Linked DNA regions of Mus musculus: regions 1, 3, 4 and 5 are each linked to region 2. The links are chromatin contacts, called in public HiChIP or PLAC-seq and promoter capture Hi-C maps. All regions are on one chromosome and are shown on one strand. Each heading gives the region's core, a stretch centred on a gene start, on an enhancer-like site or on the middle of the called end of the contact. The rest is flanking DNA. Distances are from core to core; before and after follow the strand shown. Region 1 overlaps Nebl (nebulette). Region 2 holds the start of Plxdc2 (plexin domain containing 2). Region 3 holds the start of Skida1 (SKI/DACH domain containing 1). Region 4 has its middle 210 kb from the start of Arl5b. Region 5 overlaps Nebl (nebulette).

What was found. Promoter capture Hi-C pulls out the DNA fragments that hold promoters and counts their contacts. HiChIP or PLAC-seq counts read pairs in DNA pulled down with a chosen protein or histone mark.
Region 1: a contact with region 2 is called in an H3K27ac HiChIP or PLAC-seq map of large pre-B cells, with 8 times the contacts expected there. The contact joins the enhancer-like site here to the promoter of Plxdc2 in region 2. A contact is called at or near these places in 11 of 39 promoter capture datasets (the 3T3-L1 cell line, the C10 cell line, cranial neural crest and 6 more), 6 of 484 Hi-C or Micro-C datasets (the P5424 cell line, Th1 cells, cortical neurons and 2 more), 5 of 115 datasets of contacts at active chromatin or transcription factors (embryonic limb bud, embryonic midbrain, large pre-B cells and 2 more) and 1 of 9 other capture datasets (embryonic stem cells).
Region 3: a contact with region 2 is called in a promoter capture Hi-C map of second pharyngeal arch cranial neural crest. The contact joins the promoter of Skida1 here to the promoter of Plxdc2 in region 2. A contact is called at or near these places in 5 of 39 promoter capture datasets (cranial neural crest, frontonasal cranial neural crest, maxillary cranial neural crest and 2 more), 2 of 484 Hi-C or Micro-C datasets (both in embryonic stem cells) and 1 of 115 datasets of contacts at active chromatin or transcription factors (astrocytes).
Region 4: a contact with region 2 is called in a promoter capture Hi-C map of embryonic stem cells, with 4 times the contacts expected there. The contact joins the enhancer-like site here to the promoter of Plxdc2 in region 2. A contact is called at or near these places in 12 of 39 promoter capture datasets (the 3T3-L1 cell line, 3T3-L1-derived adipocytes, the C10 cell line and 7 more), 1 of 15 datasets of contacts at CTCF or cohesin (pro-B cells), 2 of 484 Hi-C or Micro-C datasets (adipose-derived mesenchymal stem cells and cerebral cortex) and 8 of 115 datasets of contacts at active chromatin or transcription factors (astrocytes, embryonic forebrain, embryonic stem cells and 4 more).
Region 5: a contact with region 2 is called in an H3K27ac HiChIP or PLAC-seq map of DN3 thymocytes, with 12 times the contacts expected there. The contact joins the enhancer-like site here to the promoter of Plxdc2 in region 2. A contact is called at or near these places in 6 of 39 promoter capture datasets (the C10 cell line, cranial neural crest, frontonasal cranial neural crest and 3 more), 1 of 15 datasets of contacts at CTCF or cohesin (pro-B cells), 3 of 484 Hi-C or Micro-C datasets (the Ba/F3 cell line, the G1E-ER4 cell line and the MNK3 cell line) and 5 of 115 datasets of contacts at active chromatin or transcription factors (DN3 thymocytes, forebrain, large pre-B cells and 2 more).

Annotation. Positions count from the first base shown.
Region 1 is chr2:17,395,069-17,397,768 of GRCm38.p6, reverse strand. It overlaps Nebl (nebulette), which reads left to right. Exons shown (of 26, transcript NM_001362722.1): 14 at 602-712. Among named protein-coding and RNA genes, the nearest start is that of Nebl, 66 kb to the left of the region's middle. Within about 2 kb of position 1,333, at least 18 of the 459 cell types and tissues checked have an H3K27ac peak or open chromatin away from gene starts, as enhancers often do. A contact at or near this core is called in the P5424 cell line and pre-megakaryocyte-erythroid progenitors, where this site is marked.
Region 2 is chr2:16,354,978-16,357,677 of GRCm38.p6, reverse strand. Plxdc2 (plexin domain containing 2) reads right to left here and starts at 1,374. Exons shown (of 14, transcript NM_026162.6): 1 at 441-1,374. The coding sequence starts at 552.
Region 3 is chr2:18,047,134-18,049,833 of GRCm38.p6, reverse strand. It overlaps Skida1 (SKI/DACH domain containing 1), which reads left to right and starts at 1,385. Exons shown (of 1, transcript NM_028317.3): 1 at 1,385-2,700. The coding sequence starts at 1,495.
Region 4 is chr2:15,259,610-15,262,309 of GRCm38.p6, reverse strand. No RefSeq gene overlaps it. Among named protein-coding and RNA genes, the nearest start is that of Arl5b, 210 kb to the right of the region's middle. Within about 2 kb of position 1,364, at least 3 of the 459 cell types and tissues checked have an H3K27ac peak or open chromatin away from gene starts, as enhancers often do. A contact at or near this core is called in embryonic stem cells, where this site is marked.
Region 5 is chr2:17,362,563-17,365,262 of GRCm38.p6, reverse strand. The region is part of intron 24 of Nebl (nebulette); the gene reads left to right. Among named protein-coding and RNA genes, the nearest start is that of Nebl, 99 kb to the left of the region's middle. Within about 2 kb of position 1,317, at least 38 of the 459 cell types and tissues checked have an H3K27ac peak or open chromatin away from gene starts, as enhancers often do. A contact at or near this core is called in the Ba/F3 cell line, DN3 thymocytes, the G1E-ER4 cell line and 2 more, where this site is marked.

The sequences.
Region 1 (2,700 bases), core at 84-2,583, 1.0 Mb before region 2:
TGTACAAATCTGTCTGTATCCTTTTGCCTTTCTCCCAGTCTCCAAGATTGCACTCCATGAAGACTCATTTGATGACTGACTTTTCCACAGTATAAAAACATCTCCAGTGAGAATCGTGGGTCTAATTTTGTATTCTTCACGATGTACTTAGATCTGAGTGCTCATGTATAGCAATAAACATCACATTCTGTTGGACATTGGTCTCTTACCTTTTTCCTTTCTTCATAAGTACATGATTGTATGTTGTGTGTGCATTCATGTCTCTGTGTTTATATATGTGTGAGTGCATGTGTGTGGCATGTGGCCAGAGGTTGGTGTTGAGTATCTTTTTTGATTGCTCTCTCCTCTATTAAGTGAGGGTCTCTGCTGAACCCAGAGCTCACTGTTGTATCTGCTTGAGTGTACATGGCTTCTGGGAGATTTAAACTTCAACCTTACTGCTTACATGACAAGTGCTTTACCCACTGAGTCATCTCGCAGCCCTCTCTTGGTCATTGAAAAATGTATACGTTGTTCGCTTGTTTGTTTGTTTTGGTATCATTGACTGTAAAAATATATTGTCCACAGAGTGACTAAATTCTGTTGACTGTTGATTTTATAGAAAGAATACAAAAAGGATCTGGAGTTGGAAATTAAAGGCAAGGGAATGCAAATTGACACCGATACCCTTGAAATACAACGTGCCAAAAGAGCTGCCAAGATAGCCAGCGCGGTGAGTGGTGAGGATCTCCCAGACCTTGAAACTCCAATGTTTGTACTCAGCAGATCACACAAATACTGGATGAGTGCATGGGATCTCTCAAAGCTCCATGGGCGGCATTGACGTGTGGAATGGAAATCACTTCAAATTATGATGTTTATTTGGAAACTTATAGTCTCCACATTGCTCATAGCCTTTAAATGCACCAAAGGAAGCTCAGAAAAAGCCATTTTAGTAGAAAACACACACATACATGCACGCAGGGACACACACCCCGATACACATTATTGCTGTAATACAACACATTTCATGTTAATCTAGAGTATGATAAATACTTTTGTAGGACATTTTCTCTAGGCTAGCTCATATTCTGCTTTGCATGTTTGTGTTTACAATGTTTTGAGGGAAATCTAAAGACCATATTTAGAGGTTTTAATTTGAGTATAATCTTTGGTTCTGTGTGATTGTGTGTTTAGAAGACATCCTTTGCCTACTTTACATCTACTGCTTGAGGTTTCCAGAGTCAGCCTTTGGGTTAAGACACCATATATCTTGATTGACCATGTACATGCGTTCAGTGCCACTTCCTCTTCAGGCAATCTACATGAAGATGTGGGCATAACAGCTGTAAAGGGCAGGCCATATTTGCATGTTCTAGGGAGATAGCTGAGGTTAGACACCGTGCTTCCTGAGCCTCCTAATGATTTTGAGAGTGTGAACGATCACTGGAGTGTGACAGTGTTTGCATTTTGTAAGAGACATAGAGGAAGGCTGAGGTGCAGGCTCGGGAGAATGACTGGCCTTTTCAAGGCTTGGTGGTGGGGCTTCACGGGGGCTCTTCTGGGAGCTACCCCGACTCATGGTCATTGTTAGAAGTTTATTGTAGAGACTTCCAGATCTGTATGTAGGATATGTAGACAGACATGATCTTGTACATACAGAAACTTAAGTAAATCTTGAATGCTGTGTGCTTCTCTTTGCTTTATATTCATTTACTCTTACTAGTTCTGTTTCATTACTTTCTACACTTTGCCTGGCTCCTTTAGAAGCATTGTATGATTTATAACGTGGACGTGACTATGTCCATTGAAACATCTGTTGTCTACATGTGTAGTAAGATCTCAACCTGACATGCCAAAACCAGAACCTTTAATTTCTCTTCTGCCTCTTCAAATGAAACCAGACAAGTCTTAGATGTCCCTTTGATTCTGCTTATCAACTGAATCCTGTAACACTGTTCTAAATCCATTCACATTTCCCTACTCCAAACTAAGGTACCATATTAGCTACCAGGACTGATGCTGTCATGAGTGAGCTACATTAGAAACATACATGGAAATGTTTGTTTCTTTCCACAATATCACCATATATTTAATAACAAATTCATAAAGTTTAGCAGTTTCAATGCCCATAATTTGTAATAAAATCCACCCACTTTGGTAGCTTGGACAAGGTGAATAAAAGTTCTTAATTCTAATTTTAATTACTGTTAATGCTCACGCAGCACACACACACATACTGTGTATGTATGTGCATGTTTTTGTGTAAGAACATATACATACATGTACACATACATACATGTGTATATATATATATATATATATATATATATATATATATATATATACAGTTATACATACATACATAAAACATTAAAGAATAAATACATGTGTATGTGTTAAAGAATGAATTCAAGTAAAAGAGGCTCCAGCAGAGTTCAAAGTTCAAGAGGTTTTAGAAGTTGGCTTAGAAAGAATCTGTATAGATAAAAATGAACCAGATCAGTGAAGAGAGCAAACTGCTGGTAATAATGCTTGTAGAAGTGAAGTCAGATTTAAGAGCAAAGTTGCAGAGGTCAGAGGTGTAAAGGCAGAAGTGGGTCTCAAGTAGAAAATGGATCAGGGACAGGGAACAGCTTGTCAGGTTCAGGTCCAGATGGAGTGAGCAGGTAGATGAATAAGCAGTTAAATAGATGTGTCAAATAGCCGGGGACTGAGCCA
Region 2 (2,700 bases), core at 125-2,624:
GGCGACCTGCCATCCCTGACTGTCATCAGATTGTTCATCCATCCATCCCTTCCGCGGCGCACAGGGAAGAGCCTCTGAGCTCCAAGGGATGAGAATCCAGAGGGGAAACAACCTGATGTAACCAAGATTCAGAGAGGTATCCGCAGCAGCAGGCTCTCTCACACCCCGACCTCTTTGGGCTACTTGGGGTTAGGCAGGACCACCCCCTGGCGCCCAGGTGGAGTAAGCATCATAGCTTCAGGGAAGTCCTGGTTTCCCACACCTTTTGATCAAGCAAACCTCTTTCCCCATTCGAGAAACTCAAGTTTCCCAGAAAAACAACTAGGATAAGTTTCCCAAGGGCAGATACTTTGGGTGGGTGTGAGATGAGGATGGAGGTTCGAAGACACCGGAAGGATCTTCAGCCACACACAAAAACAATTGAGAAAAGTACTTCTTACCATTGGTATGGTGTCCAGGCTCCCCGTGGGCGAACTGGAACCGGTCTGTTAAAAAGTGACAAAGTAACATAACTCCTGCTGCGGCCAGGTCGGCCCTCCGGAACCTTGCCATGCCGCTGCCGCGACCTCTCTCCCCTGCCCAACGAATTTTTTCTTGAGACCCTGGGCTCCGGGGTTATCCCTGGGGATGGGGCGACACGGCCGAGCTCTGCTGGTGAGTCTTGGGTGGGATCCGGAGGCCTCTGACAGTTTCGCTAGGATTTCACTCCGGGTAACAGAAGTGAAGGAGAGACAGCTGAACCCTCTCCGAACTTCGGGAGCTCTCACTGCAACTTGTCACCCTCGCAGCCCCCAACTGAGACACAATCAACCAAGTGAGGGGAGGAAAGGTCACTTGCAGTAGGGTCGGCAAACTCCCGGGTCCTCTCAGGCAGCGCCACCCGGGCGCCCACAGACGGTGACTTCCGAGCGCCCGCGACGCGCTCCACTGGGTTCAAAACAGATCTAATTCCACTGGCTGCGCCGGTGCTGTTCCAGATTCAAGAGGGCGCTGAGCACCGGAGGAACTTTCCCAGACTTAGGTCTGGCCCCGGCGGGTGGTTGGTGTTCCCGAGAGAAGGAGGTTAGTGGAGGCTGGAGAAACCCCTCTGACAAGTTTTTCTTCTTTGCTTCGCCCAAGGCTGAGCGCGCGTCCTCGCCCGCAGCCGGAGGGATGGGCAGCTCCGGAGAGTAGAGCCGGGAATGCACCAGCTGCTGTGAGCAGAAGAGAGGTGGGGGTGTTTTTTAAAGAAAAAGAAAAACGGGAAAGTGAGGTTGCAGCCTGGTAAGAGAGCCCCTCCGGGCTAGGCAGGAGGTGGCTCCGAACGCCGCGGAGCCCCAGGAGTTTGGTGGCGGAGGCGCCGCCGCGCTCCCCCGCGCTCCAGCTCTACACTTTGGGGAGGGAAGGCGGCTTGCCATTTGCTAGATCTACCGCTGAACCCTCCTCTCTTCCCTCCGCCCTCCTCCCTCCCCTTCTCTCCTCCAGGCTTCTCCCACCTTCCTCCCAAAACCCGCAGCCAGCACCAACCTGTCCATTGGCTGAGCTTTTCTCGGGGGAGAGGGGGCGCCAGAAAAGTCTCCCACAGATGAAGCCCGAGAAGACTGGCTGGGGAAAGCCAGAGGACCATTGCGGCCCCAAACACCCGAGGACTGGTGCGAGTGGGGCGGTGGCAGATTCTAGTCTCCCGGACGCCATCCGCCCACCCGGTTCATGACCTTTGCAGAGGAACCGATGCCGCCTGCACCCTCCAGGCTTCCGTGGCTTTTGGGTGTCAGCCTGCGGGTAGAGAGGGATGAGGCCCCCCAGGGAGCGCCCACTATCTTCTGATTTCCGCCTGGGCACTAAAGGGTTAATAGTATTTCATCCCTCACTGAGGGCTGGTCTGGCAACCGTTGGGTGGCGGGGGAGCAAACCTGAGTCGCTAGGGTTACTGACATCCCCCAACTCCCAGCCCCCATCCCATCAAAAGCCCCTCCTACCCCAGACCCGCACAGAGGGAGGTGGAGGTGGCTCTGGGCTGCAGGGTCCTGAGGCCGCCACCGCGGTTTGGTAAAGTGTCAGAAGGAGGGAAAGGGAGAGTTTAAAGAAACAGGAAGCCCATTGAATTTCCTATAGGGGGTTTAAAGGGTTTTTGCTTGCTAGTTTGTTTTTGTTTTTTCAGCTTGAGGGTCTGCTTCAGCATTAACCCTTTCCAGGCCCCTTATCCGCTTACATTTAATTTAATTTAATTTGCATACACTTAGCCATCTTTTAATGGGGCTAAATAGAAAGCAAAGAGACAATGCATCCTTGGTGAAAAATACATGTTCTGGAGCACTGCCTGGGCTAGTACTTCAATTTTTTTTCCACAAGGAGCAATTTATTTAAGCTTTAAGCCTCAGGTCTCCAGGCATCAAATCAGGAAGATTTTATACTGAAGTTCATAGAAGGTCCTAGAAAGGAGGATTAGCCAAGTGAACTTAATTTTTTAAATCATCTGCTAGCCTGAAGAGAAATGCTCTTTCTTGAAGACAAAGGGAGAGCTAATTTAAACACATTCGAAAGTGTTCTGGGTTCAGCCGATGCTGTAGCTTGTTACTGTCTTGGCCTTGCCATGCTTTGAAGAATGCATGCATGTATGCTTTGAATCCATCTCAACATCTAGCAAAACCCACTGGAAGTGGGCCAAGATTACTGCAAAATTCGATACAGAAATTTTTGCCTTTCCACTGAAAACATTAA
Region 3 (2,700 bases), core at 136-2,635, 1.7 Mb before region 2:
ATCACCAACCACTGAAATGGTCCGCTGCGCCATAGAGCAGCACTTTCTTTTCATTGTTTTTATGTAAAACTTCTGGGATCACCTTGGGGAGCCGTCCCTTTCCTTCCCTTTGCTGCAGAAGGAAGTATCTGCTCCCTGGAATTCGGACCTGTGGACAAGCTTCCAGCTCAGGCCGGTGCTGGGCACTCTAGAATGACCTCACCTCTACTCCAGGCTAGTTAATGGTGAAAAGTGTACTCATCTCTGGCTTATCTGTGCTTTGTTATGGGCCTGACGAGAAACTACCTTCCCCCTGCCCCACTCCTCAGCAAAGAAGCGAAATCCAATTGAATTGTTACATGTTCCTGAGGTGGAGCCTCGAACTGCTTTCTTGGTCAAATAACTTTGTTTCTGGTTGTAAAAGGCATGGGGGGTGGGGGGACTCGAGAGAAATTGCCAACGTAAGTCTGTACTGGGCTGGGTCACCTCAGGGTTTAACTTTAGAGCTCCCAGCCAGTCTCCTCCACTCCCAGAAGGGAAATACCAGGCTATTCTGCACGTTTTCCCTTAAGCTTCATTTTCCAAAGAAAAGAAGGGTGGGGTATATCTATTTGAGCTTGATAATGTTTTTTAAATGCTTTCCTTTGAAACGATAATAGCTGTATCGGTAAAATGCAAATAAAGCAAAAATAGGCAGTATTTCTTTAAAGGGGAATATACGGTTCTCTCTCTCTCTCTCTCTCTCTCTCTCTCTCTCTCTCTCTCTCTCTCTCTCTCTCTCTCTCGTACATACACTGCTTCTGATGAAGTCTGTGAGTCAGGCTGTTTCTGAGCTCCGATAGTTTAATGGAAAGATTTATATACCGGCTGTATTATTTACTTTGGGAGGGGAGGTGGCAGTATAAGGGTATGCTAATTAGTAGGAGATTTTGGGGGGAAGGGGTGGAATATCAATTTTTATTGCATCACCTGTCAGGAGTGTCCAATCAGCGTTGGCTTTAGGGGAATTAATTGATGAAGGTGTCTCCGGACGAGCTCACTTCACTCTGTCATTTTATTTGTAGCTAAAGCAGCGGCGGGAATAGCAGCTGCATTTCTTTTCTCTTTCTCCCTTCACATTCCATTATCATAGTGCTCCAATGGAGAAGGAAGGAGTAGCGGGGCCCAGGTACTGATCCGCATCGAGGACTCAGACCAACACACTGGCAGAGCTGAAACCGGATGGTCTTTTCCCTCTTTTTTAAAAAAACGAAAACCAAAAAAAAAAAAAAAAAAAAAAAAAGCGAGAATCAAGTCAGTGTAATTTCTTGGGGTTTTTCTTCCCCCCCCCCAACCCCCCAGTAATTCGCCTAGAGTTTGGCACTCCCTTCGCCGGGAATAACAGTCTTTGTTATTTTATTAGCAGGATGCCTTGAGACACACGCAGCATCTGGCGGAGGATTAACATACATACATGTGTATGTATGCGTCACGTATATATTTACTGCAAATGGTGGGGATCATTTAGTGCCCGAGATGGGAGACCTGAAGTCAGGTTTCGAAGAGGTGGATGGCGTGAGGCTCGGCTACCTCATCATTAAAGGGAAGCAAATGTTTGCTCTCTCCCAAGTCTTCACAGATCTGCTGAAAAACATCCCGAGGACGACCGTGCACAAGCGCATGGATCATCTGAAAGTGAAAAAGCACCACTGCGATCTGGAGGAGTTGCGGAAACTCAAAGCAATCAACAGTATCGCCTTCCACGCGGCCAAATGCACGCTCATCTCCCGGGAAGACGTAGAAGCGCTCTACACATCCTGCAAAACCGAGCGTGTGCTCAAGACCAAGCGAAGGAGAGTCGGTCGGGCCCTGGCCACAAAGGCGCCGCCGCCAGAGCGCGCCGCCGCCGCCAGCCCCCGCCCGGCTTTTTGGAAGGACAAGCACCAACTTTGGCGGGGCCTGAGCGGAGCCGCGCGGCCCCTGCCAATCAGCGCGCAGTCCCAGCGTCCGGGCGCCGCCGCCGCGCGCCCCGCCGCCCATCTACCTCAGATTTTTAGCAAATACCCGGGCTCCCACTACCCGGAGATCGTTCGCTCGCCTTGCAAATCCTCTTTAAACTATGAAACTGCCCAGCTCCAGGGAAACTACGTCGCCTTCCACTCGGACCCCGCTTATTTTCGGAGCCTGCTGTGCAGCAAGCACCCGGCTGCAGCCGCCGCCGCCGCCGCCGCCGCTGCTGCTGCCGCCGCCGCCGCCGCCTACTACCAGACTGCCGGGCCTCAGCCCAAGGCGGCGACCGGCGCGGGAGGCCCAGTGAGCCTGACTTACCGCTGCAAGCGCAAGCGCGGGGGCGCCAAGAACTGCCTGCTCCCGCCTCACGCCGGAGCCCGGCGCCTGCTGCTGCTGCCCAGATCCTACAAAGCCAAGGCGGCGGCGGCGGCAGCAGCGGCGGCTGCTGCTGCGGCGGCGGCGGCCGGGGCCACTTGCTTGGAGAGGTTTCATCTGGTCAACAGCTTCTGCCCGCCTCCCCACCACCACCATCACCATCACCACCATCATCATCACCATCACCACCGAGCCCAGCAGCCAACGCCGAGTCACCACCCCTCTCATCACCACCGGCCGCAACCCCATCTAGGAAGCTTTCCCGAGAGTTGTAGCAGCGACTCCGAGTCCAGCTCCTACTCCGACCATGCAGCCAATGACTCGGATTTTGGCTCCAGTTTGTCCAGCTCCAGCAAC
Region 4 (2,700 bases), core at 115-2,614, 1.1 Mb after region 2:
TTCACATATAAACCAAAGAATTGGTGAGTTTTCTACACCAAACATGGAATCTGCTCAAGAGAGAATCAAAAACAAAACCTAAAGCCAGAAGCCATAAAAAAAAAAAAACGTTGAACTTGACTGTATTTCTTAGAGGCTGTCCCAGAAGCACAAGCAACACTGGCTCTAAAACAATCAAACTGTAAAGTGCTGGCTTACAACAAGCAGGCAACAAGTGGCCAATGGAAAGAGAGAAACATACTCACAAATTGTACACGTTCAAAGGGGCTGCCACTCTGAATATACAGGCAAACTAACAGCAAGAAACAAGTAATCTGTGTTTAAAAATACACAGTGGTGACTTTAATCCCAGCACTTGGGAGGCAGAGGTAGGCAGATTTCTGAGTCCGAGGCCAGCCTGGTCTACAGAGTGAGTTCCAGGACAGCCAGGGCTACACAGAGAAACCCTGTCTCAAAAAAAAAAAAAAAAAAAAAAAAAAAAAAAAAAAACACCCAAAACACAAACAAAAGAAAAAAACAAAAAAATCTGAGAAGACATTTCAAAAAAGATATACAAATGCCCAGCAGGTACATGAAATCCACCACACAAGCATCTAGGAATTCTATTCACATCTACAGAGAGACAGCACCTCACAGCTATGATGGGTGTTAGCCAAACAGGGGGAAAAGAGCCACTGCTGATAAAAAAATATGGAGAAAAGACTCTCTGTGTGGATGGAAATGTCAGTGTATGTGGAAAACATAAACAGTAAAGAGTTTTCTAAAAAGAAACATGTAAAAAATAGAACTACGATTGGGACTGTGTATATCTACAGATGTATTTAAGGGGACTGAAATCAAGATCTCTTAAAGAAGCTGTTGGGTACAGCATAATTCATGGTGGTCAAAATGCTGAAGCAATCATAATATTCATGGTGGATGGATGAATAAGGAAAGGTGGCACACCTACATATAGGATGGAATAATTAATAGTTAATATTCGGTTTTTCAAGCTGTCTATAACAACACAGAAAAGCCTGGAGGACAACTGACAAATGCAGAAGTATGCAAGCTCCGTGAGCCCACTGCTGTGAAAGCAGAGAACAGAGCCACTGTTTCTGTGGGAGGCAGGGAGGAGGGAAACCTGCTTGTCAAGGTGAGGCCAGCTACAGGTTCAGGAACCCATTTCCTTTTCTCTGCCAATTAAAGATTTAAAAGGCAGAAAAGAAATGTTACCAAAAATCTAAGAAAGTCTCAGCAGAGCCATCATATACCACAAGGGAAATCAGAGTCCATTCTTTGCGGTTCTTAGTCTCCTTAATAAGAGAATTTAAGACCACACACAAACAGGGTTGGGGGGTGGTGCCTGACAACAGGGCGCGTGCATGACTGTAGAGGAGACATTTAGAGGAAAATCAGGAAGTCTCTGTAGGGTCCCTGTGGCAGGGAGGGAAACTTCAGAAAAAGACTAATGAATCCTAGTCTTAAACTACGGATTTTAAAAAGCAATCTCTGAAAAACCAAAGGGCAGAAGAGAACAAGGAATAGCTACACCTTTCTTGGTAGCTTGTAGGAACTACAGGAAGGGCAGAAGTTCAAGGAAAGGAAGTACTCTGTTCCTAGGAGCAAATCCCTGAACTCCCTGATCTGTCCCTGGATGACTCTGAAGGAGGGAGATAAGGGTATGTCTCCACCTAGAGGCAGATTCCTGTTCTAGGTTTGGTTTGGTTTGGTTTGGTTTGGTTTGGTTTGGTTTGGTTTGGTTTGGTTTGGTCTTGTCTTGTTTTGTTTTAACTATAACATCAGCACCAAGATTCTACAACCCAGGAAATCCTAGAGGCCTGCTTCCAGAACTGTGCCTAAAGTTAACAAAAACACAGTATATGTTTAGAATTGTGCTCAAAATGTTGATCATAAATGTTCTCCCCCAGAAGAAAGGGGGAGTGAGAGAAAGAGAGAGAAGAGAGAAGACACAAGAAGAAGTAAAGGGGAGAGGGAGAGAAGGGGAGGGGAGGGGAGAGGAGGGGAGGGAAGAAGGCAGGGAGTTATAGTTAAGTTCATTGAGTATGGTAATAGTCTCAGAGGAGTATATTTAGTGTCTCTAAATTCATACTACACACACACAAACAAGCAAATCTTTGTGTGTGTCAGTCACATCTCAATAACGTGATTTTCCTTCACAAATTTCCTTAAGAAATTTCAATCTCTTTTTCCAGCCAATATCTCTAGCAAATATCTTTACTTTTTATTGTTGTTATTGTTGTATTGTTGTTGATAATGATGACGATGTTTCATTCCCAATGCATTGTGGAAAAACTTAAATCCTACCCTGCTTTTACATCATAACCTACTCTTTATTTTTATTTAGTTTTTATTTTTTGAGACTCGGTCTCATTAGCCTTGGCTGCTGGCCTGGAATTCACTATGTAGATGAGGCTGTCCTCAAGCTCACATAGATCCATCTTCCTCTGCCTCCTGAATGCTAGGATCAAAGCTGTACACTATACCATGATGCCCAGGAATAACTCACTTCTTAATGAAACCCAAAATTTTGCTTCAAGGTATGATAAAAACTAAGACAGTCAACACAAATCCATTGGATGATACAGAATAAAACTACAAAGCCAGATGTGACAGTTCATATCAGTAATCCCAGCATTCAGATGGCTGAGACAAGGGCAACATTCGTTCAACCAGTTTGGACTCTAGCAAAATCATAAC
Region 5 (2,700 bases), core at 68-2,567, 1.0 Mb before region 2:
GCTTCTTCCTGTGACCCACTTTCCCCCTGGGGGCCCTGCTTCCTAAAGCTTCTATAACCTAAAACAGCACCAGAAAAGAAGAACCACTGGGCCTGGGAGACTTTTCAGTGAGTAAAGTTCTTGCTACCTAAGCATGAAGTATGAGAATCTGAGCTCAGATCTCCAGCACCCACATAAAACCTCCAGGTGTGGTGATGCGTGCTTGGAGACTAAGGGCTGGGAAGCCGAGCCTGGAGGACTCAGTGGGCTTGCTGGCCAACCAACCTAGCTAACTGGTAAGCTCCGGGATTCAGTGAGAGCTCTTGCCTCAATAAATACAGTTGAAAGCCACGGAAGAAGACACTTGGCACTGACCCCCGGCTTCCATGCCGGAGACTCTCACACATGCACGCATACACACACAAATATCTTGTGAAGTAAACTTCTCTTGTAGAAGGCCTTGAAGGAAACATTTACCCTTTGGTTTCAGTGTCTTGATGTTTTGATGACATTGAAGCAAAACTGAAAACTTCCTGAGTAGAAACATTCCCAGAGGGTGTTCCCCCCACCCCCACTCACCCACGCCCCCTCCTCCCCCGTGAGGAAGGCCCGTGAGGAAGGGAAGAGATAGCATCCATAGTTTCTTGGAGGCGTTGAAATGTAGGATCCCTTCGAAATGTATGCTGGGTTGGACTCTGGTGAGGAGGCGCTGATTGAGTGGAAGACAGAACTTTAAGGTAATGGCAAAGCAAGTGTTTGGTGGGAATAATTAGTGTCTTTAGCTGGAACAGTCAATCTTGTACCTTTGTTTAAACTCCGGCCCTAGAAGTTGAAATGCATGAAATGCATTTCATAACACTTGCTAGAGGGCCAAAAAGAAAAAAAAAAAAAAAAAAAAAAAGGAAAATGGTCTTATGTATTTCAAGTGGTTTTTTTTTGTTGTTTTTTTTTTTTTTTCCTTGATGATTTTCTCAATTCCTTTACATTTAGGTGTGTGGGATTTTTATATGATTAAAATGTGTTGTATCCTAGAAAATTGTCCTTTTATATAATTCATTTATCTGCTGTAGAGGGGACATGTGTGGCCAAGCCATGCTGTGTTTCAGGATACTGGGGCTGGGGTCCTGACACTGGCTCCAATTTCCTGTGCCTGGCAGACAGTACTGTAGGCATGGGAGTATCCTCAGATATTTTATACTTCCTTAGCTAAGGACCATAAATTTCAGCTAACTCCTCTCCTCTCTTTTTCTCATCCCTCTGACAATGTGTTTATGTTCTAAAAGCCATCTGCTCAGCTTTAAGAATTATGTGGCTAGGCTCATAGGAGAGGAAATGCTGATCGTTTAGGACAAAGGGTTAGATAGTTATCTTGTTTCCTTAAAGAGCAGCGCAGCATTCAGCTCTCATGAGCTTTAACATAGAAGAATTTTCTTGCTTCCTGGACTTCATGTCTCTCACACCAGTTGCCTATCTTGCTTTGCCTGCTGAATATTTTCATTCTCTTATGTGATTATCTGGAGCTTGCGTTGCTTGGCAGGCTGCTCTTCAGTGGATTAAGTTGCCAGAGGGTTTTCTTTGAATGTCTCTGTTGTGCTGTTTTGATTCAGTAACGGAGGGTTTTATTTAAACTTCATCCAGTTTGATTTTGATTATTGAATAGCTGAAACCATCTTTATTGCTTTGCCGTTTTGCGCTCTGCTTGCTCTTTGCCTGACATACGTGCGGTCTGGTAGCCACGTGCCTATGGCCTCTGTTGATTTTGCTGAGGTCTCCTTTGATGTTCTGCTTGTCTTTATTTCTCTTGTCTGCATGGAGTATCTGCCTCCTGGTACTGCTTTGCGTTTCACTGGCTTCCCTTCACTTGCAGTCCACTGTCGATGGAGGCTTTTTTAATGTGTTTGCAATTGTAGGTATTCTTACTGAGTTCGTTTGGCTTCAGGTATTTTCCATGTTTCTGTTTCTTCTGTGGAGAATCAAAGGCTGTAGGGGTGTGATGGGAAATGAAAAGCAGGTGCACTTTTCAAAACAGACATTTCAGCTTTCCAACCTTGTGAACTTTCCCTCTTTCTTGACTCAAAGCAAATGTCAGAGTTCTGTGGGACTTAACCCAGCCTGGCCAAGATGCGTGTCCAGTACCACTTATGTGTTTCAAAGGAGAGTAGATTGTAAGAGAGGTTTCAGTATTTTCTGAAATTCTCACCCACGTGTCCACAGGTGTCAACAAAGCACTACACCAACTAAGTCAGTCCTTAAGGTGACTCTGCCAGCTTATTGGTATTATCTAGCATATGCCAAATGAGTGAGATACTGGAACACACAAATAAAAGATACAATTATGTCTTCAATAAACTCATCATATTCTGAATGGTGAACCAGATACCTTGTGCTCGGGAAGACACTGTGATGGATCATGGCCGCTAATTAGACCTGGCCAAGGAGCTGGGCAGTGGTGGCAGTCACCTGGGAGACTGATGTAGGCAGACCTCCAAGTGTGAGGCCAGTCTGGTCTTCAGAGTGAGTTTCAGGATACCCAGGTCTACACACACACACACACACACACACACACACACACACACATACCCCACAACCAAAACTCTGTCTCAAAACAAAACAAAACAAAACCAAAAAAACTAAAAAACAAAAACAAAAACAAAAACAAAAAAACAGACAAGCCTGACCAAGTAGAAAAAAATTGGTAAAAGGATTTGGAGACATTAAACA